Regions from separate parts of the Oncorhynchus kisutch genome. Here region 2 is linked to region 1. A link is a contact called in public Hi-C data. All regions are on one chromosome and are shown on one strand. The core of a region is the stretch at or near the end of the contact, and the rest is flanking DNA. Distances in the headings are between cores, read along the strand shown. Region 1 holds the start of pam (peptidylglycine alpha-amidating monooxygenase). Region 2 holds the start of ppip5k2 (diphosphoinositol pentakisphosphate kinase 2).

What was found. Hi-C and Micro-C count contacts between places; a contact is called where the count stands out from the background.
Region 2: a Hi-C map of liver shows a contact between it and region 1, with 16 times the contacts expected there. The contact joins the promoter of ppip5k2 here to the promoter of pam in region 1. A contact is called at or near these places in 2 of 2 Hi-C or Micro-C datasets (liver and muscle).

The regions. Positions count from the first base shown.
Region 1 is chrLG23:40,498,746-40,503,293 of Okis_V2, forward strand. It overlaps pam (peptidylglycine alpha-amidating monooxygenase), which reads left to right and starts at 2,670. Exons shown (of 27, transcript XM_031802865.1): 1 at 2,670-2,771.
Region 2 is chrLG23:40,643,451-40,648,016 of Okis_V2, forward strand. ppip5k2 (diphosphoinositol pentakisphosphate kinase 2) reads left to right here and starts at 2,269. Exons shown (of 31, transcript XM_031802889.1): 1 at 2,269-2,606.

The sequences.
Region 1 (4,548 bases), core at 1,420-3,919:
TTTTGTCTCCTTCCCTCTATCTATGTGTTGCACCTGTGTGTGTGTGTGTGTGTGTGTGTGTGTGTGTGTGTGTGTGTGTGTGTGTGTGCATTAGCACTGTGGTATATCACAACTGGCAAAGTCTCAATTCTCTCTCACTCACATGATTTCCCTGTAGCAGGAAGCATTATTGCTGGGAGGTTTGGTAGCATCCTGCCCAATTGAGTCTCATTAAGATGTGATTGCCTTGTCTTCTCTGTTTTGATAAAGTGATATCCAGTGTGTGTCATCATAGGACCAGCTGCATAGCACAGGGTGGAGAAACATCCAAATCACAAGGAATAGGCTTCATCCCAAATGGAACTCTGGGCTTTGGTCAAAAGTAGTGCTCTATATAGGGAATAGGGTGCCATTTGGGATGCAGAAGAGAATTTTGACAGATGTAAACTGCATCTCCATAGCCATTTGGATATGATAGCAGTTTTATGCATTTGTGTCAAGCTATAGGAACAAAGATTGGTAGATTTAAAATGACTTGGCCCTCTAAAATCTCATAAATTGTGTTGTTTTTCTAAATATTTTGTTGTTGTTGTTGCTTTAAAGTGCTTTGAAATTCTTTATGTAATGTATAGAGCTATAAAAGTAGAATAAATGATTAGAGAACTGCCCCAGTCAGAACCAGTGGAGTGGTAGTTCAATAACTCCATGGTATACAGTTGTCTACTAGGGGATCTTGGTCCATTTGACTAGGGATCAATATTTTCAGGGCACTGATAGTAATCATTATCCATCAGGGGTTGTATGTTTCAGGTGTCTCAGAAGTGCTGACCTAGGATCAGTTTTGCCTTTACACATAATGAATACTGGTAAGATTATATGGACAAGGGGAACCTGATCATAAATAAGCACTCCAACTCTGAGACACTTTGTGAATACAGCCCCATAACTACTCATAATTGTGTTGATGTTGAGGCCATCTCTTGTTTACCTGCACGAATGCACGCATACATCAATTGCATAAAAGTTTCCTACCTGTCATACAAAAGTCATTGCTGGGTGAGCATTGCACACAGTTTAGTGAACGTGTGTTTCTGCCACTGAAGCCCAATAAGCTTTTTCTTTTTGGCAATTAGGGCTCCATATTCTGTAAAACTAGTTTGTGACGATGTCTTGTAACCAAAATGGTATACAAATAATATATAGGCTACAGGTAATTGCATTGATCCATGATCTGTTTATGATGTCACAGAGACAGCCATCACTTAAACTCTACAGGTTCTCGTAACATCACATTACAACAACGGTCTTGCAGTAAACAAGACTCACTGAACTCTCCAGAGTGTGGTTATTGTTTTTTCTGTATGATCTCATTGCTTCTTCCGTCATTTCCAGACCATTTACATTTTTTTGGTGCTTCATTGTTCTGTTGACGGTCATCAAGATCAAGCCTCCAGATCTCGAGGCTGTCCAGGACACCTTACGGTGTCCAAACAATGGGCCAGCAACCCATCCCTGCAGGGGGGGCTTCTTACTGACCTGGGCAATTTTGTCCTTGAGCTTTCAAAGACTACAGCCAAGACCACTACTAATCCACCAGAGAACAAGAGCGGGCCAGGAAACATATCACTCCAGCCCTGTTGTCCGAAATCATGATCAGAATTTCGGACAAAAAAATTGTAAGGAATGCAGCTGGCTGTTGAAACTTTAGTCAATTCATTAATACATGCATTACATCGGCGCGATAAAGTATGTGACTTTTTTTCTTTCTGACGTAAAAGTATATTCTGGTTATGGATAAATAATAATACAAAAATGACATACTGATAAAGTCTCAATTTTCGCCTCACTGTATTTGTTGGTTTTTAACTCAAGTAGTTGTTTTTTTTAATCTTAAGTAGAGCATCAATAGTTTTAAAGTATTCAATGTCCAATAAAGTTTCATACAAAACCTACCCAAAGTTTCATACAATATCCCATGAGATTTCACTTCTACTTGCAAATGGAAAGCACACAGGTGAATAAGGTCCAACTGATGGCCTGTCACCCTGCAGACCTTTGTCTGCACACAGTCTCTTTAGTCCTCTGTTTATCCCCTCTACTGTCACTCAGTGCATGCTGTTTCTATTGTTAAGACAAGGTCTCCCTGAGCACAACTCTCCCAGACAATCCTGACAACAGGATTTTCATAGAAAATCCACTGGGATATGCTTCAAAACACACAAGGCATTTGAAGAGCGGGTGGACATGTGGTTTATGTAAAATATGAGAGACCTGTTACTGAAAGAAGCAGAACTTGAAATCCATAACTTGAAATCCACTATATTGATAGTGATCCATTTTGAAATCATTTTGAAAATTCTGCTGTCATAATTGTGGAGTAGACTTTGGGTTCAAATCATGAACATGTATATAATGTTCGATCACACACAGAAGAAGCAACAGTTACCAGTGTCTTTGGTTTAATGATAGACTAGGCCTACTAATCAATTTTGGGAGAACAAAAAACAACAACAGACATCTGTGGGGAAAAAAATGGACAAGTTGATTATGAAAATAAATTGCAGTAAAACGTTACAAGGGTTATATTGTGAGGCACAGCTGTGATTTTATCATTTTGCAGATGTGCGTCCTATCGCACTCTACAATTCCATTCCCAACTCGATGTACAGTTACTTCACATCGATCTATTTTACAACGATTGCTTTGGTCTACTGCATACTGCTGGTGTGGTCGTGGAAATACGTGACAGACTGAACGTTGTTTACCGGGGGACTAGAATGTGATGTTTACAGGTAAAATGTAATTTCAAATATTGTTTACAATGTCATGGCAGATTAATATTTAATTATGGAATGTGTGTCAGATGTGGAAAAAACACGTATTTGATAGATACAAAAGTAGATACAAAAGTTGAGTTTCGACATGTTCTCACTCACGTCGTCAAAGATTGTCAGAAAAAGTTTACACGTTATAATTAGCTAGTTAGCTAGATACCTAATGTTAGCTAGCTAAAGTTACTTGTCTCGAAGGTACAGCTAGCTGTAGTCAACCATCATTAAGGTAACATTTTAAAATGTAAAGTAAATATTCTAGGCATCTGTCTATCTAGCTAGCGAACTACATACACTGCTTGTGTTTTTGCATGTTGTTGTTAAGTAATTTGGCTAGCACACACTAGTAAAGTAGCTAGCAGCCGGTTATTAGCCAAAGTTAGCTAGATTGACGAAGTTCAATAAGCAATGGCTTCTCTATCTATCTATTTAGCTTGTATATTGGCTTTTCCTTGGGTTAGTGTTTCAGACTAGCAGGGTGACATCTGTTGCTGGTGGTTGGGCATTGATGAGGTCCGTCAGTCAGTGAGTGAGTGAGTGAGTGAGTTATCTTCTTGCTTGCACATTTAGAATAATAAAATACCAGAATGTCTCTAGAAGGTCTGCGTTGAAGACACTCACACAAGGATGCGAGAGTATATTATTGTACTATAAAGTGCTTAGTTAACAACATGTACGTACCCATGCTTTATTTGTCTGACTCTGAACATATTTTTTTTACGCTGCTGCTACTCTCTGTTATTATCTATGCATAGTCACTTTAATAACTACCTACATGTACACTGCCGTTCAAAAGTTTGGGGTCACTTAGAAATGTCCTTGTTTAAAAAAAAAAAGAAAAGCTATTTTTTTGTCCTTTAAAATAACACCAAATTGATCAGAAATCCAGTGTGGGCATTGTTAATGTTGTGAAAGACTATTATAGTTGGAGATGACTGATTTTTTAAAATGGAATATCTACAGAGGCCCGTTATCAGCAACCATCACTCCTGTGTTCCAATGGCACATTGTGTTTGCTAATCCAAGTTTAGCATTTTAAAAGGCTACTTGGTCATGAGAAAACAATTTTGCAATTATGTTAGCACAGCTGAAAACTGTCCTGATTAAAGAAGCAATAAAACTGGCCTTCTTTAGACTAGTTGAGTATCTGGAGCATCAGCATTTGTGGGTTTGATTACAGGCTCAAAATGGCCATAAACAAAGATCAGTCTATTCATGTTCTGAGAAATGAAGGCTATTCCATGCAAGAAATTGCCAAGAAACTGAAGATCTCGTACAACACTGTGTACTACTCCCTTCATAGAACAACGCAAACTGGCTCTGACCAGAATAGAAAGATGAGTGGGAGGCCCCGGTGCACAACTGAGCAAGAGAAACCGATGGCCTTAACTGGCATCTTTATTAAAGTACCCGCAAAGCACCAGTTTCAACGTCAACAGTGAAGAGGTGACTCCGGGATGCTGGACTTCTATTTTTATTTTTTTTAACTAGGCAAGTCAGTTAAAAACAAATTCTTATTTACAAGGACAGCCTAGGAACAGTGGGTTAACTGCTTTGTTCATGGTCAGAACAACAGATTTTTACCTTGTCAGCTCGGGGATTCAATCTAGCAACCTTTCGGTTACTAGTCCCAACACTCTAACCACTAGGCTACCTGCCGCCCTCTAGGCAGAGTTGCAAAGCAAAAGCCGTATCTCAGACTGGCCAATAAATATAAAAGATTAAGATGGGCAAAATA
Region 2 (4,566 bases), core at 1,019-3,518, 140 kb after region 1:
ATTCACCCCTCTGAATGGCTCCCATACGCAATCCATGTCTCAAGGCTTAAAAATCCTTCTTTAACCTGTCTCCTGAACCTTCATCTACACTGATCGAAGTGAATTTAACAAGTGACGTCAATAAGGTATAGCTTTCACCTGGATTCACCTGGTCAGTCTATGTCATGGAAAGAGAAGGTGTTCTTCATTTTTTGTATACTCAGTGTGAACAGAACAGGTGAAAGTTTAGGGTTGTTTTTCAGAAATTTTGGTTGGACAATACTTGGAGACAACCAGGGTTTTTGGAAAACCTGGGAATTTTCAGAAAGTTATTGGATATTCCTGATGGGCAGAAAGTATTTTCTGATCACCTGATAGGCAGTAAAGGATTTTCTGATCACCTGATAGGCAGGAAGAGATTTTCTGATCACCTGATAGGCATCCAGATCAGCACATATGAAGAAAATTAGGTGAGTAGAGGAAGTCACCATTGAGATGCATCCATTGACCCCAGTCATATGTTCTGGAGAAATTATAGAATTTGTAGTTCAATCTTTTTTTTGCTATTCTCAACTACGATGATCTGTGATTATACAGTGTGTTGTAAAACGAGTTGTGAATTCATTATGTTTAATGATTGACCATCCCAAAGCAAGGGCAAACTATATATGTTGCTCTCTTACGCTCTCTTATTTGACCCTCTTAGAGCTAAGCTACACAAGGTCAAGAAGACAGTCTGGCACCCTATTCCCTATGGTGATCTTCTTATGTCTTGGGCCCATAGATCTCTTGTCAAAGTAGTGCACAATGGCTGCGTTTACACAGGCAGAAGAATTCAGATATTTTCTTCTTCACTAATTGGTCTTTTGACCAATCAGAACATCTCTAAAAATAGATCTGATGTTAAACAAAATCTGATGTGATTGGTCAAAAGACCAATTTGTGCAACAGTAAAACATCTGAATTGGGCTGCAGTTGTAAACGCAGACAAAGTTGGAAATCAACATAGCCACAGTAATTGAAACTTTTTACCCGCTAATTCAATGGGTACTGGTAATTCCCTGAACATTGATAAATGTCCAGAAACCGTAGGACATGATCAGAGAACAGATAGGACATTTTCAGAAACCAGATAGACATTTTAAAGGACTCTAGGGCTGCAAAAAAAGAGGAAGGGAAGCTCTGCTAAAGTCCACAACAGTAAGTTTTGCATTCTGGGAAATGTAGTATTTTCCCCATATTGAACATTTTTATTTTAATATTAACTAAATATAATAACTTCGAAAATTCACATACAGGTTTGTTTTCCTTGATCATTTATTTTAAGAATTTGTCCTCTAAATCAATTTCAACAATATTTTATATGCATGTATATAACAACATGTTTGATGTTTTATGTACAGGATGTATATTTGTATAGACCACACCTAATGTGGAACAGAAAAAGGCATCAAATTAAATTCAAATTCAAATTGTAATTCTGTATCATTTTCACTACTTCAATTCAAATTCAATTAAAATGCAAGACTTGAATTTGAATTTATGAGGCATTCTCAATTCCGTTGTGAATCGAGCCCAACCTTGTGTTAGAAGAAGAAGAAACCTTTTATTGTCCATGATCTGTCAGAAAGTGGGAACATTATTTTCCTTTTTGACCCAACCCCCAAAACACACACACACACACACACACACACACACACACACACACACACACACACAACTGAGGGGTTTGGAAGCTCATTGTCAGCAACAGTGTGGCTCCCCGGCATAGAGTGCGTTTAGACAGGCAAACCCACACCAGATTGGATTGGCCAAAATACCAATTAGTGAGAAAAAAATATCAGAAGTAGGCTGCCTGCCTAAACACAGCCATGTAGAACAGTGGGGTGCCTTGCTCAAGGGCACAATAGCAATAGGCTATTGTGAAAGATTTGAGCTTGAGACGGTGGAATCAATACTTTCACCAAAGAAGTTCCTGTATACTCTGCTTCTTGTTTTCCAAGTTTGCTTCTACCCATACTTGTGTTTTTGAGGCTTTGGAGGAATTATGTCTCTTTTCCCGCCCCTTAGTGACGACATACAAATTACGTTTTTTGGTTATTGGGGTGGATTCATTACGACAATTGTGTTGGAAAACGTTTCTTAAACGGAAACACACTGAACGAAATGTGGGCGGGACCTACCTGAATTAGTCCAATAGAAACTCTCGTTTTGCTCTGTTTGCTTACTTTTGGTTCTTAAACGGTAAACGGTTTCCGTAATGAATTAGCCACCACGGAGTGGAGTTTTGTCCGCTAGTAATGAATACGCCCCTGGTATTTTGAGATTTTTAATGATAGCTGTGATAGCGCAAGATGAAAATCCCCATGCATAATTGGTAGAGTAAAACTGCAAAACACACTTGGAATAAGGTAGATAAATCAGCATCACTGCTAGTAACAGTGTCGGGACAATGTTGGCTGCAAACTAGCAACAACATTTTTTCATTGCACACACATTCAGCAAGGTGTACTACTGTGTAGTTGGCAGGCTAGCTAGCTAAGCTGTCCGTGTTGTCAGAAGCCAAGCAGGACTAACTTACTTTGAAGGCATACAGACTCGACTAAGGGCGTTTCATATTAGATAAGGTAAGAGACATTTAAAAAAAAAAAAATTGCGTTAAGTTAAAAAAACAACAACACAAATTGTACATTTAAGTTCACTAAGCTTAACATAAGAAGGGGAGGCAAGCGTGCCTGGCCAATGTTAACAAGTCGCTAGACATTTGTCAGGAAGTACAAGCTAACTGTGCTAGGTAGCTAACGCCGTTAGCCATGGACTAGGCTAACAGCGAGGTGATGTTGTACCTGTCTGGATGGAGGAAGACCGATGAGTCATTCAGTCATTTTATCGGATGAAAAGATTTTTGAATTCCCCATTCAACTGAAAAAATGCTAGCTAGCTAGCCCTAAGAAGATTTACATAAGTATGTCATCCAACCCCAACGTTGATGTGATTTGCCCGAGTGAATGTTGATTGTAACGTCGTTAATAATTATTTCACTGTCTGTGTCAGCTTGTCATCATTTACATGTTGTAGAAGCTAGTTTACTAATGGCAAGTATCAGACCCAATGTTACTCTTTCTATTCACATACTAATAATCCTGATCAGAATACGTTTCCAGGACACAGTCAGAGAACTGGTTCACTATCAGAAGTCTATTCAATACATCTTCCTTGAACCCCATTGCAGTCTAGCCTAGTATATATGTGTGTGTGTGGTCCACACAGAAAGGAAAAAAACAAAAATCAGTAGCTACAATCCAACCTGGAGACCTTGCCCTTGCATTTCAAGGTTGGACTTGTTTTGGATTGGGCATCATCTGACTATCCTGGGCTGATTGTAGCATCCTGGTCGTGCTGTGACTGACATTTTGTTCCCATGACAGATGTCCAGTCTGAGGGTGATGGAAGGTTGCATGGTGGTGTGTGTGCGTGCCCAGGCAGATAAACAGTGTGTCACAAATAGCCCTATACACTACTTCTGACCAAAGCCCGACGACGAGGTGAAGTAGTAACTGACATTTGCGTGTGATACTGTTATTTTATTGTTGCTCTTTTTAAATAATTTTTTCCCCACTTTCTTTTAGTAAATACTTTAACACTTATTTTTTCCTTTACTTGCATTGTTGGTTAAGGTCTTGTAAGTAAGCGTTTCACTGTAAGGTCTACTACACCTGTTGTATTCCGCGCATGTGACGAATACAATTTGATTTGATGTCAGCGAAACGGTGTAGTCTTATCTCTGTCAAGCAAAATAGGGAGAATGCTGCTGAATGCATATTTTCAGCAAAATGCTCTATATTTGAGCTTTCTAGCCTGTGTTCATTTGTGTTGAAAGTCACTGATAAAATATATGTCCTTTCTAGATGACAGCTCAGAGTAGGCTACTTCCTAGTCACGTGAAAGGATATCAGCTAGGCCTAATATCGATGTGGAAACATTCGGAAGAAAAACAGATATAATTGGTTGATGGTGCTAGAACAACATAATACACATTACTGTTATTGAACAAGGCTATTTTTGGCTAGTGTTCAACCTTTGGAAAGTGTGTCCATACTCTTCTGTTATAAATCTTACATGGGCCCTTTCACTTCAGGTGAGTGGCCACTTACTTCTGCATTAATCCTGGTTCACTTGTGTCCCAGTTCAGCTGTAGGCCTATGCAATTCACTAGGTTGTCTTTCTATGCTATTGGCTGTATTCAAATAAAATCAATTGTTATTGGTCACATACACATATTTAGCAGATGTTATTGCGGTTGTTGCGAAATGCTTGTGGTGCTAACTCCAACAGTGCAGTGATATCTAACAATACACAATACACACATCTAAATAAAAAAGAAATGGAATTAAGGAATATCTAAATATTAGGATGAGCAATGTCTGAGTGGCATTGAATAAAATACAGTAGAATACAGTGTATAAATATGAAATGAGTAAAACCGATTGGAAACATTATTCAGGGTAAAATGAGCGTGCACACAGTGTCTGTTGCACCCGTTCATAGTTGGCTACCTTTTAGTTCTTCAAAAGAGCAGATCTTGAA